5 separate regions of the Mus musculus genome follow, and regions 1, 3, 4 and 5 are each linked to region 2. A link is a contact called in public Hi-C and promoter capture Hi-C data. All regions are on one chromosome and are shown on one strand. Each heading gives the region's core, a stretch centred on a gene start, on an enhancer-like site or on the middle of the called end of the contact. The rest is flanking DNA. Distances are from core to core; before and after follow the strand shown. Region 1 holds the start of Rad51b (RAD51 paralog B). Region 2 holds the start of Cox16 (cytochrome c oxidase assembly protein 16). Region 3 holds the start of Dcaf4 (DDB1 and CUL4 associated factor 4). Region 4 holds the start of Zfyve1 (zinc finger, FYVE domain containing 1). Region 5 holds the start of Rdh11 (retinol dehydrogenase 11).

Region 1 (3,254 bases), core at 274-2,773, 2.2 Mb before region 2:
AAACACCACACGAGCTGAGAAGAAACGAAACTTTAGATGAACCACCAGCTGCTGGCCCGAAAAGAAACGGCAGAACTTACTTTTCTAATGACTGTTTTGGGTTTAATTTGACCTGTTACTATCTCTTTTTGAGAGCCGTCTCTTTCTCTAAGGGGTGTACCTCATCTTCTACCGCAGACCTCACATATAACAATCTTAATATTTTTGCTAGCCTGGGGTGCAGACACATACATTTACTTCCGCATTCCCTCCTGAACATTTTGTCAGGCTACAAATCTCTAGGTTGGTGGATGCCTTGGTAAGGATGAAAACTCCCTTGGTTAGAGCCTTCTGTTAAGACAGAGGCTAAAGATTAGGGGATCAATCTGGGACTGAACTGTGGAGCCGGGAGGCTGGGGGACAGGGATGCTCCCCCTAGCGGGGTCGTGGACAGCACCCTCGCAATCTTCCCTGCGCCTTACACTCACCTGCTCCGGGAGTCGAATGCATTTTCCCGTCCAGAGCAGCCATGTTTGATCCCGGTCAGGTGACAAGTCCCATTGCGAAGAGTGGTGGAACGGGCGGCGATGACGAAAGAGAGCGCCACTCTTATTGGCTCAGGAGAAGCAAGATGCAAATCAAGTGCCGTGTTTGTTTGAATCACGTGATGCCACCTGATTGCTACGGGGACTCTAAGGAAGAGTTAGATCCGCTAGCTACAGGACTGAGGACTCTCCCTAATTATGATTGCTCCTTCTCGCAACATCCACAGTTATTCATTTCGGGGGAGCTGGGGCCAGGAATATCTGTGTTCCACGCTCCGTACCCGCCACTGTTTTGTTTTGTTTTTGATGTCAACATTTTCTCCGTGCCAACCAGTGATAGATGATAGGTTAGCCACAGGAATTCTGGATCTTCCTGTATCATTATTCTATCTAATTCTATCGTGTGTATATCATATATAATTATATATCCATCGAAAGACTGAGGTCGGTACAAAGGAGTTGCAAACGAAAACAAAGAGTGAGCAAAGGCTTTTCACAAATCATGTAATCAAGTCAGTTCTTAAGTTTATTAGTTTTTCTTAACGCAGCTGTTTTAAATACGAAACCTACTTGACTTCTTTTATTTTTTCAACTAAACTGAGTGGTTCTTTTTCAATGTATTTTAGTTTGAGACGCTTTAGTTAGTATTTCCCGGACATTTTCACCATCTAAATGTGTTGAACAGTGCAAAGGAAACACAAAACTCTCATCCCAAAACGGGAATAGGGCATATTGCCCACCCTTTTTCCAACCCCTCAGCCCCCCAAAAGAACCTTCTCTGGCCCAGGAAATAACTTTAAAATGCGATTCACTGAGGAAAAGAATTTCCAGTCAGGGTTTTCCCTCCTCTACATTCGTCTTGAAAGGTTCCGCTCCTCGATTTAAGCAATCACTACAAAGGAAAAATTTAATTAGATTAACCTTCGAGACTGAACTACAATTCCCAAAATACAGCTGGGCTAACCCGAGATTTTCCTGCTTCTGATTGGATAAGTCGCCAGAGTACCAACCAACCAGAGCCCCAGATGTTGCTGCTCGCACTTTTCGCGGGTAATTGTGTGAGGGTGGGGGAAACTTTGAAAGTTCCACGCTGCTGACCTGGTACTGGAGTTTTCTGAGGGGGCAGTTGTGGGGAGGAAGGTGTGTTCATTATCTTGTGCTCCCTCTTGGAGCCTGTGGCTGTTGATACCGGGGTCGCGGAGAGTCCTGCGTGTTGAGCACGTACTCTGTAACGGGGCTCGTCCCTGGAACCCGGACGGGGTCCTGGAGCTTCCGACTTCCTCTAGGGAGGCGAGTGATGCTTGTAAGGTGCTCTGTTTTATTAGGAAGTTTTGCGTCAGGTTTTCTAACTCTTGATACTTCTTCCTCCGCTCTTGGGCAAATTAGGCATCCGGGCAAGTTTAGGGACTGTCAAACTTGTGGTGTTAAGAGCGCGGAATCTGGAGTCAGATCTCTGGATTCGAATGTTGGCTCGATCCCTTGGCTAGTTCGTGTGTTTATTAAAAACATCCGAAGCATTTAAAACTAGTGTCTGGCGCATAATAATGGCCCAATAAATAAATTAACCCCTCAGCCTCCTCAAAATAGCTGGGTTTTGTTGCTTCACTATTTTTATTGAGCGCCTAACAGAAATTCAGTCTGAGATGCTGTCTCCTCTGTCTCGTACGCGCTTACGCACACATCAGGAAGAAAGAAAAGCATACACTATAATAACGCACAGATCAGATTAAGGAAGAAATAAGTGCAAAGTGTGGAGATAGCACTCGAGAGGAAGTGACTGGTTGGCGAAGGGTTTGTGTGGAGAAATATGTGTTTGAGTAACCTAACCTAACGTTGTGGATAGTCACGTTAGAAGAATCACATGTCTATAATGAGTGCCTACCTTGAGCGTTATGCACCAGCTCTGGAGTAGAAATTAGAATCACCGTTGTTTTACACATGAGGACAACTTTGCTCGAAAGACAAGAGCTAAGTAAGAGATGCCCTTTTCAAGTTGAAAAAAAATATGATTGATCATAAAAGTTTGGAAGTTGTCATATGATGGTCCCATGAAGCATTTTAAGCAATGAAACTAACTTTTAAGGGAACTACTTTTAGTAGGATTGTGACATGCAACCTAATTTTTTTCAGACCAATTCGAGACTTCTCCCTGTCTATCTCAGTAGCACGTGCACATAGCAACTACAATACCTGTCACATAAATGTAGTTACTTGAATATATGTCTCTTCATTCTTCAATTGTAAGTATGCAAAAGGGAGGACATAAGCTTAGCATAGCATGTGCTTAATATTGGTGAAAGAAACAAATGAATAGAGAATGTTATATTTGGAGAGTTTATATTATATTTGGGAGAGTAGGGAAAAAACTTGAAGCCATAAGCAGAATCGAGGGCAAGTAGTGAGAGTGGTACTGTTAAATCAGAGTGATTATTGCTAAGGTCTTTGTAATTTGGGGTTGTAGGTGTTTTTTGTTTTTGTTGTTTGAGGGTCTGAATTTATTCGTTATATGATGTTATTGCCTGGAACTACCTTATCTGAGAAGCAGTAGGCAATAGAGTAGCGTATAAATGTTGGTAAATTTTCTCTTAAGGAAACAAATTATCCTTACAAAATTCCAACTGAAAGAAATAAAGAGAATGTATCTTGGTTTTGTGTGGAGAGAGGGAAGTAGAAGATGGGGGATGAAGAGAGAGAGGAGGGTTATTTATTGGGCTATATATAGTGTTGGTA
Region 2 (3,421 bases), core at 677-3,176:
CTAGATTAGTGGCTCAATTAGAGGAACTGCTCTGCTCTCTGAAAGGGTTTCTGCATCAGAAAAATGGGCCATATGCTTTTCTTCTAAGAACATTCTCTCCTCTTGTTTCCTCTCTTGCAATCTAGAGATTCACCTCTTAGGTTTTAGGGCCCTTCATTAACCACCATGATTTCTAGGTAAACAGCAGCCACAATAAAAATTTGTATTTAACAATTATACATATAAAATATTCTTAGCTACTTTTAAAAAAAATGCTATTTGGGATACATAAGACTAAATCAAAATGGCTGCTTTTATACATACATATAATATATAATTTTATATATATACACACATATATATAATTAACATGTAACAATTTTAATTTTTAAAAGTCATAAAACTGAAAGGGAGAAAGGAATCACAGGAGAAGTTGGCGGGGGAGAGGTAGGGATGAAAAGGGTGTAAACACAGTGCTTATCTATTAAATCTATATAGTAATTTTAAATAAAAAAGAATGCTATTTTGCACACATGTATGTGCATAAAGCAAACAGAAATGAACGACTAGCTAGCTGTGTGTGTGTGTGCACGCGCGCGCGCGCGCGCGCGTGTGTGTGTGTGTGTGTGCGCGCGCGCGCGTTATAAAACAGAAGAGGAGAAACCCAGAACTCAGAGGAGGATTTCTCAAATTGGGCATAGAAAGTGCTCTTTGCTTAACTTCTGGAAGGGCATCTGTAAAATAAATTAGGCTTAAGAGTTTTTTCTAGACAGAGTTCCAGAGTGTGCCTTCATAAGACTGATAGGACCATTTAAAAACTGACCAAGAAAGGAATTTCCATTTGTAAAGGAGCCTCTTTCCTGCTGGGTAGCCCCGAAAATAGGGCAGGGTGCTAAGTCTACATAGAAAGCCTAGCCCTGAGATTTTTTTTTTCTTTCCATAACATCTTGACTTTTATAATTTTGAAAGAAAATCAAATTGACTCCCATAGTGATAAATGGTAAGTCAGTAGCAACATCCGTGATTTTGAACGGCAGAGGAACTTGCAGAAATAAAAAAATTTATATATGCCTTGTAAATTGCTGTCATTTTATAAAAACGAACGCTTACCCCAAAACTCTTAAAGCAGATTGCAGAGTTCCCTAATTATCAAAACAAGATCCAGACACATCAAAGACGACTTAAAAAAACATATTACGTTTCTAAAATCAACCTTTCTTTTAGCAGTGCTTAAATACAAAAGGCACTTCACACGTGCCAAGAACCACACCAAGAAAAATGTCTTGTATTTTTAAAAGTTTTTGTTTATTTTCTTTTATATCGTAATATGCTAAAGCAAATTAACTTAACAATGATCAAACAACAAATTATGAACATAATTACTACAAATGAATGTAATTATTAAAGAAGACATTTGATTAGTCTTCTTGCAAAATCTCAACATTTAACCCAGGAAAGGTACTGTAAAACGGGGATAGTAACACGCGCGTTCACGAAGGGAAAGGAAACGGGGGGTGGGGGATGGCGGGACCCGAGGTACACTTTTGAGCGTGAACTTAAAAACAAAAACAAAAACCTCAAAGCTCCGGTGGCTCCCACAGACCCCCTAGTCAGCAGTATCCGAAAGACAGCACCAATACGCCACTCAGCCAAAGAGGGCCCGCCCCTTCCGGACTCGCAGCCCCTGCTCCCGTCACAGCCGCTCACCAACATGGGAACTCCATAGCGTAGAGTCTTGTTCTTACGCAGAGCTCGCAACACAGCGGGCGCAATCATGGCAGAAGGTGCGGCCTGCTTAGTCAGCCGCTTCCAGAGCGAGCCCAGCGCGGCCCGCAACACGTCTCAGGCGAAGTTGTAGACTCAGCGCAGGCTTTGGGTGCCAGGTCCACGCCTGATAAGCCTCCCCGAGGCAAACGGAAACGATTGGCCTTAACGCACTTCTGCTTCCTCCCTCCCCCGGAAGTCGAGGCTTCTGAGCTCTGGTTCCGTGACCTCAGGATACGCCGGGTGCAATTGGGTTTTTCGATTTGGAAAATCTGTAATTCGCATATTCTGGATCTTGACTTCTGCGACTCAAGAAACTCAGATAAAGGGCGGGGTTGGTTTTTAAGCTAATGCACAAGTAGCACCAGGTTAATGAACACATTTTAAGTCGTGGCTCATCAGTTGTAACTGAACTTTTTAAAATTTTTTATTATTTTATTTATTTACAATTCAAATGCTATCCCCCGTCCCGGTTTCTGCTCCGCAAACCCTCTATCCTACTCCTTACTCTCTGCTTCTTTGAGGGTGCTCCCCCACCGACTCCCACCTCACTGCCCTAGCATTCTCCTACACTGGAGCATCAGGCCTTCAGAGGACCAAGGGCCTCTCCTCCAATGGATACCAGATAAAGCCATCCTCTGCTACAAATGCACCTGGAGCCATAGGTCCCTCCACGCATACTCTTTGGTTGGTGGTTTAGTCCCTGGGAGCTCTGGGGAATCTGATTGGTTGTTCTACCTATGGGGTTGCAAATCCCTTCAGTTCCTTCAAGTCCTTCCCCAACTCCTCTATTGGGGTCCCTGTTCTCAGTCCGATGGTTGGATGTGAGCATCCACATCTGTATAGGTAAGGCTCTGACAGCCTCTCAGGAGACAGCTATATCAAGCTCCTTGCAACAAGCACTTCTTGGCATCGGCAATAGTGATGGCTGTATGGGTATTGATCAACAATAGGTTTGGTAGCTGCATATGGGATGGATCCCCAGGTAGGGCAGTCTCTGATGGCCTTTCCTTCAGTCTCTACTCCACTCTTTGTCCCTATATTTTCTTTAGACAAGAGCAATTTTGGATTAAAATTTTTGAGAAAAGTGGGTGGCCCCATCCCTCAACTGGGGGTCATGTCTAACCTCTGGATATGGTCTCTACAGGTTCTCCCTCCCCTTTGTTGGGTATTTCAGCTAATGTCATCCCCATTGGGTCCTGGGAACCTCTTGCTTTCCTGGTGTCTGGGACCTTCTGTTGGCTACCTCCTGTTCATCTCCCATTGCAACACACCTTTCTGTTCAGTTCCCTGATCCTGGCTCTGTACATCTCCCCTGTTTCTTCCCACCTGACCCTGCCCCCCCTTTTTTTCTTCTCCCCTTCCTTTATTCCTCCCAACCTTCCCACCCTCTATCTCCCATGATTATTTTGTTCCCTCTTCTAAGTAGGACTGAAGCATCACACTTTGGTCTTCCTTCTTCTTGAGCTTCATATGGTCTGTATAAGTTGTATCATGAATATTCCAAGCTTTTTTTCCTAATATCCACTTATCAGTGAGTGTATACCATGTGTGTTCTTTTGTGACTGGATTACCTCACTCAAGATGATATAGTCTAGGTTTTTTTTTTTTTTTTTTTTTTTGCCTGCGAATTTCATGAAGTCCTATACTTAATGAATGAACACTTGTTTTTCATTGT
Region 3 (3,325 bases), core at 713-3,212, 2.0 Mb after region 2:
TTCTTTGGGATCCATTGTTTCAACAGTTTGATAGGAGAGACACAAGTTTCTCTAAAGAGAAACTTTATTTTCATTTCTGCCTGACCTGTCATACTTTGAGCTGCCATGTGGGTCCTGAGACTTCAGTCATCTGGAAGAGTAGCCAGTGCTCTTAAATACTGAGCCAACTCTCCAAGACCTGGATGCAAGCTTTGGTTTTCGTTTTTGTTTTGGTTTATTTATTTATTTATTTATTTTTGGAGACAGGGTTTCTCTGTACAGCCCTATAGCCCTGGCTGTCCTGGAACTCACTTTGTAGACCAGGCTGGCCTTGAACTCAGAAATCCACCTGCCTCTGCCTTCCAAGTGCTGTTTTGTTTTTCATTTTATTTTGAATTGGTGGTGGTGGTGGTGGTGGTGGTGTGTGTGTGTGGCTTCCTTTCACCTCTGGATATTATACACTATCTAGACACCGAGTTAAATTTGTAACTCTGGCTGCTTAGTCACTGGAAGCCATAAGCCAAGCACCTGATTTGGGGTCATACATAGCCTTTACTCTTCAGGACTTCCTTTTTCAGCATTACTTTCTACCCTCACTTTACCTGAGAGAAAACAGAGTCGGGCCATGCCGCTTGACTTGCTTCTGACCATGGTTCCTTTGTGAAGTGAGTGTATATTACAGGTTTCCAAGGCAAAACTGGTGTCCACCCAGTTCCCATGGTGGGAATTCAGTGAATCCTGTCAATGGGGTCAGTCAGCTGCCTGTTTGCCAATCCTTCACAAGCCTCCCATGGCCGCCTCCTCCTCCCCCCTCCTCCTCAGTCCTCCAGGGTCCTCAAGGCTTCAGTTTACAAATCCTGCCTTCCTCCTCCCAGAATTCAGGTCAGAGATTCTCCTATTGTTATGTCTCCCATCTGCCCACAGCTTTACCCAACAAGGCTCCAGTCTCTGAGGTCCCATGGTTTTCCATGCCTCTGAGGCTGTTCTCCAGCCTCAACCACTTTGCTAAAGATTCCAAGGTCCTCACAGCCAGTCCAACCAGTAGCTGAAACAGGCTTCCAGCCACATCTTCTTTGAAGTCTGCTTTGTCCTTTTCTGGCAGTTCAAGCTCCGGGAAGCAGTAGTGCTCACTTCTCTCGTTTCCCTCAGAACCTAGCACTCTGCATATCCCTGCACACGTCTGTAAACTTGCTACAGGCTGAAGTGTTTTCATAGGCCCACATCTATGATCACTAATAGCTAGCTTCTAGCGGTCCAGCATCAGGAGCCTGGGCGAGCACCGCACACAATGAATCTCAGGAAGGGATTCTGTTCTCCAAATGCAATTAAGATCAAGGCTGTTGGTGGTCCCCACTTAGCCTGACCTATTTGAACCCATTCTGCTCTCACTACTATCACTTCTGACCTGTTACAAACTCCGTCTTCTTTGCAGTGGTACTCTGGGGTGGTTTTCTGACCAAGGCACACGTGTACCATTCTAGAAATATTACCTGTACAAACTTTGGGCTGGAGATCATTGACAATATTTGTTCAACTTTCTTGTTACAGTGGAAGAAATTAAGGCCCAGAGAAGTGATAAGCACACCTTAGGTCACATAGCAAGGAGGAAACAACCTGACCTAGATTCAAGGAGCCTCCCGGCACCGGCAACTGCGTCCCAAAGTCTTTTTCGCTTTCCTCCTCAGAGTCTCCTTTGCTCTTTCCACAAAACAATCATCTTCCCTCTCTCACATATCAGTGTTAACTCGGGCCTGTGTACCAGCTCCAAGCCGAGAGAAATTTCTCGGGATATGATCCGCAGTAAGAAGGAAGACTCACTGTCAAGAGAGTACCAGGGACTCTGAGGAGGCGGTAGCAATCTCTAGCCCCGCCCCAAAGCGCATCAGACCCCGCCCCTAAGCGTGCCAAGCCCGGGCACGCTCGACCAGGACAAGGCGGAAATCCTAAGTCCCGCCCTCCGTAAAGACCGCCCCTACTGACATGGACAGGCAGAAGCCTAATTCAATGAGAAGAAAGAACCGGCCGCTTTAGTCCTATGGGGTGCGACAACACAACATGAGGGTCTTTCCGGATCTTTGCACGCCCCTGGGTGCTCCAGCCCAGAAGTGTCGTAGCTGAGAGGACCATCTGTGCAGGTAAGGCTGTTCCCATGCGTGGCGTGCATCTGGGCGCCGACGGAGGGTGCCGCTGTACCCACGCAGAGGACAGAGAAGGCAAGGCTGAAGGCAGGAGGAGTGAGCGTGCCATACAAGGCCGGAGTGGGCGTGGGCCAGGACCTGGCGAGTCCTGCGGCGTCCCCAGGATCCCCTTGCAGAGTCCAGCCTGCAGTAGACCTCTGCCTCTGTTGAAATTTGGGCTGTGAAGAAACACGAGGCCAGGAGGCCAATAGTACTTTATGGTATAAATTTTGGAAGTTTATGTTTTTGGTTTTTTTGTTTTTTGGTTTTTCGAGGCAGGGTTTCTCTGTGTAGCCGTGGCTGTCCTGGAACTCACTCTGTAGACCAGGCTGCTGGCCTTGAACTCAGAAATCCGCCTTCTGCCTCCCAAGTGCTGGGATTTTGCTTTTTTTTTTTTTAAAGGCTTCTTTTATGTATGTGGATATTTGGCGTGCATACATGAGTGTACTTCGAACAAGCCTGGTGTTCAGGGAGGCCAGAAGAGATCAGTGAGATCTCCTCCAGCTGGATGATCGTGAGCCGCCCTGCGGGGTGCTAGGATTTGAACCTGGGTCCTCAGCTTTCTTAACCACTAAGACATCTACACACACACACCTTTTAAAAGAGCTTTTATTTTTAATTGTGTATGTGGGTGTGTGTGCTTACATGTGTCTGTGGAAGATCCAAGAGACCCAAATGTGTCAAACTCCTGAAACTGTAATTTGAGACGTTGTGAGCTCCTGAACTCTGAAGAACAGCAAGTGCTCTTAACTGCTGAGCTATCTCTCCAACCCTAGCGGTATCTTTATAAGACACAGAAAGAGAGGTTACGTGGTGGCTTGCCTGAGGTTGTGTGCAGGCTGGTATTTGGAAAAGTTAGGAAGCCCAGATGTGGACCAGCCTCCATTCCCTGCCACAGTAAGATGGGTGTTAGTGAGAAACGAAGCCTTTCCACACCAGTTCTAGTGACTTTGGGGAGCGCCACAACTCCCTCCACCTTGGATGACCAGACACAGCCTTGTGTGTGGAGCAAGGCAGTAAGAAGAAAAACATAAAACAAAACAACTAACAACTCCAAGTCAGCTACTCGGAGAAGACAAAAATCCCACGACCTGGAAATCCAGTTGTCGATAACAGTGGAAAGTAATCGAGGTGGTGTCTTTTGGCTGATGGAGCCTACAAGTGCAGGA
Region 4 (3,387 bases), core at 623-3,122, 2.1 Mb after region 2:
ATCTGGGGAAAAAAACCAGAAGTGTACCTTAAACTGAGCAAACAAAAAGGAGCACCTAATTGCTAGGCCAAACCCAGAGAGAACCCTCATTCTTGCTTATAAAACTTACAGTGGCTTCTTCTAGGACTAGAAATGTCATCTCAAAATCATGGCTAAGGATCTCCCTTCTGAAATCAACTGCCATGCTGGGTATGGTGGTAAATCCTAGCACTCAAAAGGCTGAAGCCTGCCAGCCTGGTCTACAGAGTGAGTTCCAGGACAACCAGGACTACACAGAGAAACCCTGTCTCGAAAAACCAAAAAAAGAAAAAAGAAAGAAAAAAAAAAAAAAAAAAAAAGGCTGAAGCCTGGCTACTAAACTAACTACAAAAACCAGCCTAGAGGCTCCTGCACAAGGGAGGCAGAGGCAGGTGGATCTCTGTGAGTTCCAGGCCAGCCAGGGCTACACAGAGAAGCCCTGTCTCAAATATGTGTAACAACAAAACACTTCTAGACCCAGAGCTTCTTAAAGATTTTGCTGGTTTGTTGGTAAAATGCTCTTCTCATTTCATTAAGCTCTGATTCAAAATCACTAAACAGACAGCTTTTAGGAGGCTAAGCCCTCTGCACCTGCTCCTTATATATGAGAAATGGAAAAGGAGGTCTGTAAAAAGCTAAGAAAAATATTGTAACAATAAATTCACACCACCCTCAAAGACCTCTACAAACCCAATTATCCTTATAAAATGGACTCTCTCAGCTCTAGTCGAGCAAAGGTCTAGTAAGGACTCTAAAATTGACAACAATAGTCCCAACTTCATTTTCAAAAACAGTAAGACAACTACTGAGCTTCCTCCTGTGCCTCCTCTCTACAGAGGAAGAGAACCGGCAGCAACAGGAGGCAGAATTCCAGCACTTAGGCGCACAGTAGAGCCAGGCCCTACAGTGAGTCAAAACAACTCATTTTCTCTTGTCACTCAAACACTTAAAACAAAACAAACCAAGTCAAAAACTTGGGAAGACAGGAAAGGGGGTTTTGGGTCACTAACGTAACTACACTCCTAATTCTCCCTACCTTTGCCTCCTATTCCAAGAGCACAACCAAGTGTAAAGTCCTCCTTTCAGATATTCACTCCTCCCTTTCAGTAGCCAATCTATCCATCTGATCTTCAGATAAACAAGGCAAGGGAGTAACCAGGGGACCTTATTTTCACCTTAACCTCAGACGTGTCCAGTCAGCTCCCAAAAGGGAAACAAAAATCAAAACTTGTCACTACTAAGAAAAACAGAAAACCAACCTTCAAAAGAACAGCTGACCCTCACCACCACCAGGCCAAGCAAACAATATGCCACTCGGAGCAAACCCCCCCCCCCCAAACCTCGACGCCTCTCTCCAATCCAGGGTCCCTCACCCACCTTGCTCCCGGACACCACCACCACAACCCAAGGGGTGGCAGCGGAGACGAAGAACAAAGAAGGCCCCCCAAATTTCACACAAACCCGCACATCCCGGAGCCGAATCCATTGTTTATGCCACCCCACCCCCACTCGAGCCGCACCCGTCCCCCCTTCCTCCTAGGAGCGACTGGAGGGAGCCCCGGGACCAGCACTCGCCCGGGGCTGGGCCAAGGCGCCCCCGCCCTCTCCGCCGCGGCCCACAGAGCCCACCCGGAGCAGTTCGGCCAAGGCAAGGCGGTGTGGGGGACGCGGATTGCCGACAGGACCCGGGCTGCTCTAGGGCCCCGGCGGATCCATCCTCAGCTCCATCTCCGCCCCCTCCTCCTCTGCTGCCTCCCAGGCTTCCTCCTCTCTTGTTGTCAGTTGGAATCAGCTGATCAGAGTGAACTTCTCCCAGCTCAGACCAACAGGAAGGCATGAACAGCGCAGCCCAGCTAGGGAGGAGCGGCCAGGGGCGGAGCGCGACGACGGGGAGCGGGAAGGGCGCTTGCGGCCTTTTGGGAGTTGTAGTTTTGGGGGGATTGTCGTTCTGCCCTACAGCCCTGAAATACAAGCTCCACATGACTACAATTCCCGATGGAAGCATCGTCGTTGCGAATAGGCGGGACAGACAAGCCTGAAAGCATTTCGGGACTTAGAGTCTCGGCCGGGGCTGAGGTTTTTGCAGGTTGCAGCGACTAGTTTAGGGCAGTGGCCCGGGAAGGAGTATTGTAAATTAAACAAAAGATATGATGTTCTATATAACCAGGAAATGGCACGGCACATTATTATTGTACATCTTTCCTTCAGAAATGCTCAAAGTGGAAAAATACCAGTAAACATTGAGAGGATATTACTATGCTTGAGGCTGTTTTGTTTTCCCTTCAAAGTTAATCAACTGTTAATTTTGTTCCAGCCTTATTCCTTTTCTGCCTTTTTCCATACATAGACATCATAACTTCTAATTTTTATATTGTGCAGAATAGTTACAGTACACACTCCAATAAAATTTAAGATAACAGTGTCTGTAATACTATTGTCTGATTTTTTTAATAATAGCTTTATATTTGTTTAGTACTTTCACTTTTTTCTCATTTATTTCTTGAGACAATATTGAGAGAAAATACAATGCATGGAAAAGATACTGGTCTGTAATGCCTAGGAAAACTAACTACATAGGTTGGTAGGGTAAATCACTCAGTCCTTCCATAAAATAAAGGAATTTTGCTGTGTAATTTCTGATGGCTCTGCCAATCTTAACATATGATTTTTATCTTGATAATGGTTAACCTGAGAGAGAAAACTAAGGTTAGGTTACTTGCCAAGGTACACAGCAAATTATTGACAACACTGGATAAGACCTCATCTTCTGATTCAAGAGGACACTCATAGATCTCAGGACATAATTAGATCAATAGTTAAGCCAAATCTACAAAATAGTGAATGAGCTATGTATACGGATTATATTGCTGAAAATTAACTCTTCATGACACAGAGCCAACAGCGGCAAACCTGGATGAACTTTTTATTTTTTTACCTGTACCACATCACCAACCAGGATAATAAGAACTAAGCCATCTACAATCACATTAAAAAGTGTTTACCAGAAATAAGATGGTGTATGGAGAAGAAGGGATTTTATAAAAGTTAAGCTAACAAGTTTTAAATAAGCCTGAGGTTGGTTGGCATGACAAAGGTTTTATCCCTAAGACTGCCTCTGTGGCTGTGTGTAGCTTTGCCAGATTATTTCATAACCTTGCTTATAAAGTAAATATATTGGTCTATGTGTGTCCCTCAAAAGAGATTGGCTGTCTGGCATACACAAGGCCCTGGGTTTGAGCCCCAGCACCATAAAAAATGGGGGTTTGATAGGAACAAACATTTAGCATTTTAAGTTTTATTTTGTGTGTGTGCATATGGGTGCTGGTACATATGCACATGAGTCAAGGGTGTGTTTAGGCCAGAGGTCAA
Region 5 (3,225 bases), core at 115-2,614, 2.3 Mb before region 2:
GTGTCTCACGTCCCTTCAGACTGAACTTCAACACTGACAAATCCTGGGGACCAGGAATTGGCTCTTCCTCCTTCCTCTGTCATCATCGAAAACAAGAAATCAACTTTGAAAGCGCAGCTCTGGCCCCACTCTCCCATGCTGGCTCCAACGGGGATAGTAGAGTCCTTAGAGTGCTCGCTTCTAAGACACATTTCACTGGATGTAGCTCCGGTTCATGTTTTGTTGAGATTCTATATGGATATGAAGATCTTGTGGTAAAAAGAAACCCAAGTTTTTACCTGAGTACAAGGCCCATGTGTGCCTACTTATGGGAGCTGTAAGTATTCAGAGAGGAGAGGGGAAAAATGAAAGTAGCCACCAGAGAGAGAAGAAAAAGCAAAAAGAGTGGGAAGTAGGTCTTGGAAGAAAAAATGTTGGTCATGGTAAGAAATGACAGAAGGATGGCACAGCCTCAGCTCCAATAGGAACTATGGCCACGCCCAGAAAGAAGGTGGCGTTTATTACTGGTCCACCGTCACTCCTGGTGACTTACTCAGAACCAATCAGTGGACTGCCCCTTGTGGTAGCCTGCCGCTGATTCTCAGGTGATTACACACACCTCCAGGTTTGGGCTGACCTGACACTTAATTAAGAAACCATCCTTTGACCACGTGGTTCTTCTCCTGGCTCCTAGTAATCTAATTAGGGCAAACAAGCACGTGTTCCTACTCCGAAGGACAATGAATCTTCCCCTTCAGTTGTCACAAACACCTAAACAAGTGAATAACGGCAACAAGGAAGCATGCCCCAGATAACATTGGCATCGGGTTCAGAGAGCAAAAAGTGCAACCCTCCTGTAGTACCTCAAGGGCTGGAGACAAATAGTTAGACAAAGGCTGGTTCAAAGCTTGGGAGTGGAGAAAACAGTTAGAATCTAAAGCCCGCCATACTCAGCGGCTTCCCGAAGCTAGAGAGCAAATAGTGCTAGAGGAAATAAGGTAGGCCAGAAAGAGCAATACAGGATGATGGAGACCTGGAGCGCTTTTACGACCACCTGGGGTCTGACGTCTGGCCGTGCCCACATCCAGGGCACCAGGATCTCGCCTACAGTCCAGTAAACTCCAGATCTTTGCTACCTTAAAGGGCTTCTCAGTCCTTTCCTAGTCTTTCTTTACGGGGGCTAGGGAGAGGGCTTCAGTAGGGATTTTTTATCTTCTCTAAAAGACCTGGCAAGAAAAAGCAACATTCGCACAGACCTGATTTTTGGCGTGACCAAGTACAGGATGAAGGGAAGAGAGAGCAGAAGCAGGAATCCGAACATCTCAGCACCACCGAAGCGCAGTTGAAGTTGATGCTCTAAAGAGGACAGCGGGACTTATGGCTTCTGATCCTAGACACACCCCGGTTCAACTGCAACCGCCAGGGAGCAAAGCCCTCTGGGAAATGTAGTCCTGGATTTGGCGGCCGCCTGGCGGTGATACATTCAGAGTATACTTCCAAGCACTATGAAAAGTTGAATAACACAACCGTGGAGCAATGGTCTTCAGTGGTCCAGGGCCTAGGCCTGTGGGATCGTTGAGCCAGCCCTTCTACCACTCCTCTGGCCACTAATTGACTCTTTGGAAGTCTCGCGGGTTTGCTATCTCCTGGAGCCCAAGTCCAGTGTTTGGTTCAATTTTCCCCAATCATTATTAGGAAATTACATTTTGTCTGGGAGACAGCGTCTGGAAAGTATTCTGAGGTTAATTACAAAGGGCAGGAGCCGTTAGTCGGACAGTTGGTGTGGCGGAAGATGTCCTTCCTCAGAGATGACCTTTGCCCTATGGGGCAAAGCAAGTTAAGACCTCCTAGAGAGTCACGGTTGTGTGTACTTCGATCTATGATAGTATCCTTCATAATTTCCCAAGCCCTTGGTTGTTATTTGATAATAAAATAGTTTCTTGGATGACTATATCATGTATTACTCTTCAAGGAAACAATGCATTTCTCAGATTGGCACAGTTGGTTTTATCACTTTGTCAAAGAGTTTAATCCCGTCTTGAACTAAGGCCAGGAACATTTCTTTGGGAAAAGGCAAACTCCCTGTTCAAACTTTTCTTTCCTTTGAGGTGTACCTCATGGGGATAAACATGAGTTATCATGTTTAACAAGTTTTAAAAGTCATTGTCTGTGGTTTCCCACCTTCACTATTCAGTTTCTGGTTCATTTGCATAATTAATTTCCATTCATTGGAAGATACCTGTTCCACAGTCAAGTTGGAGCCATATACTGTATAGCACCTGGGAAGAAGACATATTCTTACAGATTTAGTATTGGATTATCTAGTAATCATCAGCATTTAACGCTTTCTTAGTGTCTAGTATGTAGAGAGCAGCTCACAGCTCAAAGAAAAAAGTCTTTTACGTATTCTGTTTCTTATTCATTTTATACATGTTTAACAGTATTTCTACAATAAACTGGTGTAGTCTCTGAGAGGTGACACAGACAGCTGTGAAGTACTGCTTCAGGAGTTGTCAAAGCTGCAGCTTTCTCCTTCCTGCTTCAACCTTCAGCCTTCTTGAGACAACTCTTTGGGGATCAGTGAGAAAGAAAAGAGAGAGGGGGTGGTGGGGAAGAATTATAAACACACACACATACATTCACACATGTGACAGATAGAGCAAGGCTCCAACCATTTTTCATACATACATACATACAGACAGACAGACAGACAGACAGATATATACTTACTTATATACATATACACATATACATATACATATACAGACAGACAGACATATATTTATATACACATTCACATACACATATACATATACATACAGGCAGGCCCACACCCAGATAACTTTCTAGTAGCATATTGATGACTTGCTCATAGCTGCCCCAGATGAAGAAACTTGCTGTTTGGCAACTTATGCCTTGCTCAGAGAGTTAGACCAGATGAGATATCAAATGTCTGTGAGGAAAGTGCAGCTCTGCCAAAATGATGTAACATACCTTGGGGAAAAACCAAGGCGGGGGGGGGGGGTGGACAGGCAACATCTGCTATCCCAGGCTAGCAAAGGAACGATTCTCAACATTTCAGTCCCCAAGACCTGGTATCAAATTTGTGAGTTCCTGCAGTCTCTGAGTACCAGGATTCACAGAGATTGCAAAGCCTTTCTACGAGGCCACTAGGGGGCAGGAGAGTGTCTTAAACTGGACTCCCCAAATGGACAAAGCTTTTCAGTCTCAAGGAATGAACTACTT

The links. Promoter capture Hi-C pulls out the DNA fragments that hold promoters and counts their contacts. Hi-C and Micro-C count contacts between places; a contact is called where the count stands out from the background.
Region 1: a promoter capture Hi-C map of pre-B cells shows a contact between it and region 2, with 4 times the contacts expected there. The contact joins the promoter of Rad51b here to the promoter of Cox16 in region 2. A contact is called at or near these places in 2 of 39 promoter capture datasets (hippocampal neurons and pre-B cells).
Region 3: a contact with region 2 is called in a promoter capture Hi-C map of pre-B cells, with 5 times the contacts expected there. The contact joins the promoter of Dcaf4 here to the promoter of Cox16 in region 2. A contact is called at or near these places in 2 of 39 promoter capture datasets (liver and pre-B cells) and 1 of 9 other capture datasets (adipose tissue).
Region 4: a contact with region 2 is called in a Hi-C map of B cells, with 5 read pairs. The contact joins the promoter of Zfyve1 here to the promoter of Cox16 in region 2.
Region 5: a promoter capture Hi-C map of pre-B cells shows a contact between it and region 2, with 2.7 times the contacts expected there. The contact joins the promoter of Rdh11 here to the promoter of Cox16 in region 2.

Annotation. Positions count from the first base shown.
Region 1 is chr12:79,295,759-79,299,012 of GRCm38.p6, forward strand. It overlaps Rad51b (RAD51 paralog B), which reads left to right and starts at 1,524. Exons shown (of 11, transcript NM_009014.3): 1 at 1,524-1,574. Zfyve26 (zinc finger, FYVE domain containing 26) reads right to left here and starts at 524. Exons shown (of 42, transcript NM_001008550.1): 1 at 468-524; 2 at 1-14.
Region 2 is chr12:81,483,211-81,486,631 of GRCm38.p6, forward strand. It overlaps Cox16 (cytochrome c oxidase assembly protein 16), which reads right to left and starts at 1,927. Exons shown (of 4, transcript NM_001309809.2): 1 at 1,687-1,927. The coding sequence starts at 1,755. All of the region lies in intron 3 of Gm20498 (predicted gene 20498), which reads right to left.
Region 3 is chr12:83,518,504-83,521,828 of GRCm38.p6, forward strand. It overlaps Dcaf4 (DDB1 and CUL4 associated factor 4), which reads left to right and starts at 1,963. Exons shown (of 14, transcript NM_030246.2): 1 at 1,963-2,114.
Region 4 is chr12:83,595,350-83,598,736 of GRCm38.p6, forward strand. Zfyve1 (zinc finger, FYVE domain containing 1) reads right to left here and starts at 1,873. Exons shown (of 12, transcript NM_183154.4): 1 at 1,648-1,873.
Region 5 is chr12:79,190,491-79,193,715 of GRCm38.p6, forward strand. Rdh11 (retinol dehydrogenase 11) reads right to left here and starts at 1,365. Exons shown (of 7, transcript NM_021557.6): 1 at 1,236-1,365. The coding sequence starts at 1,300.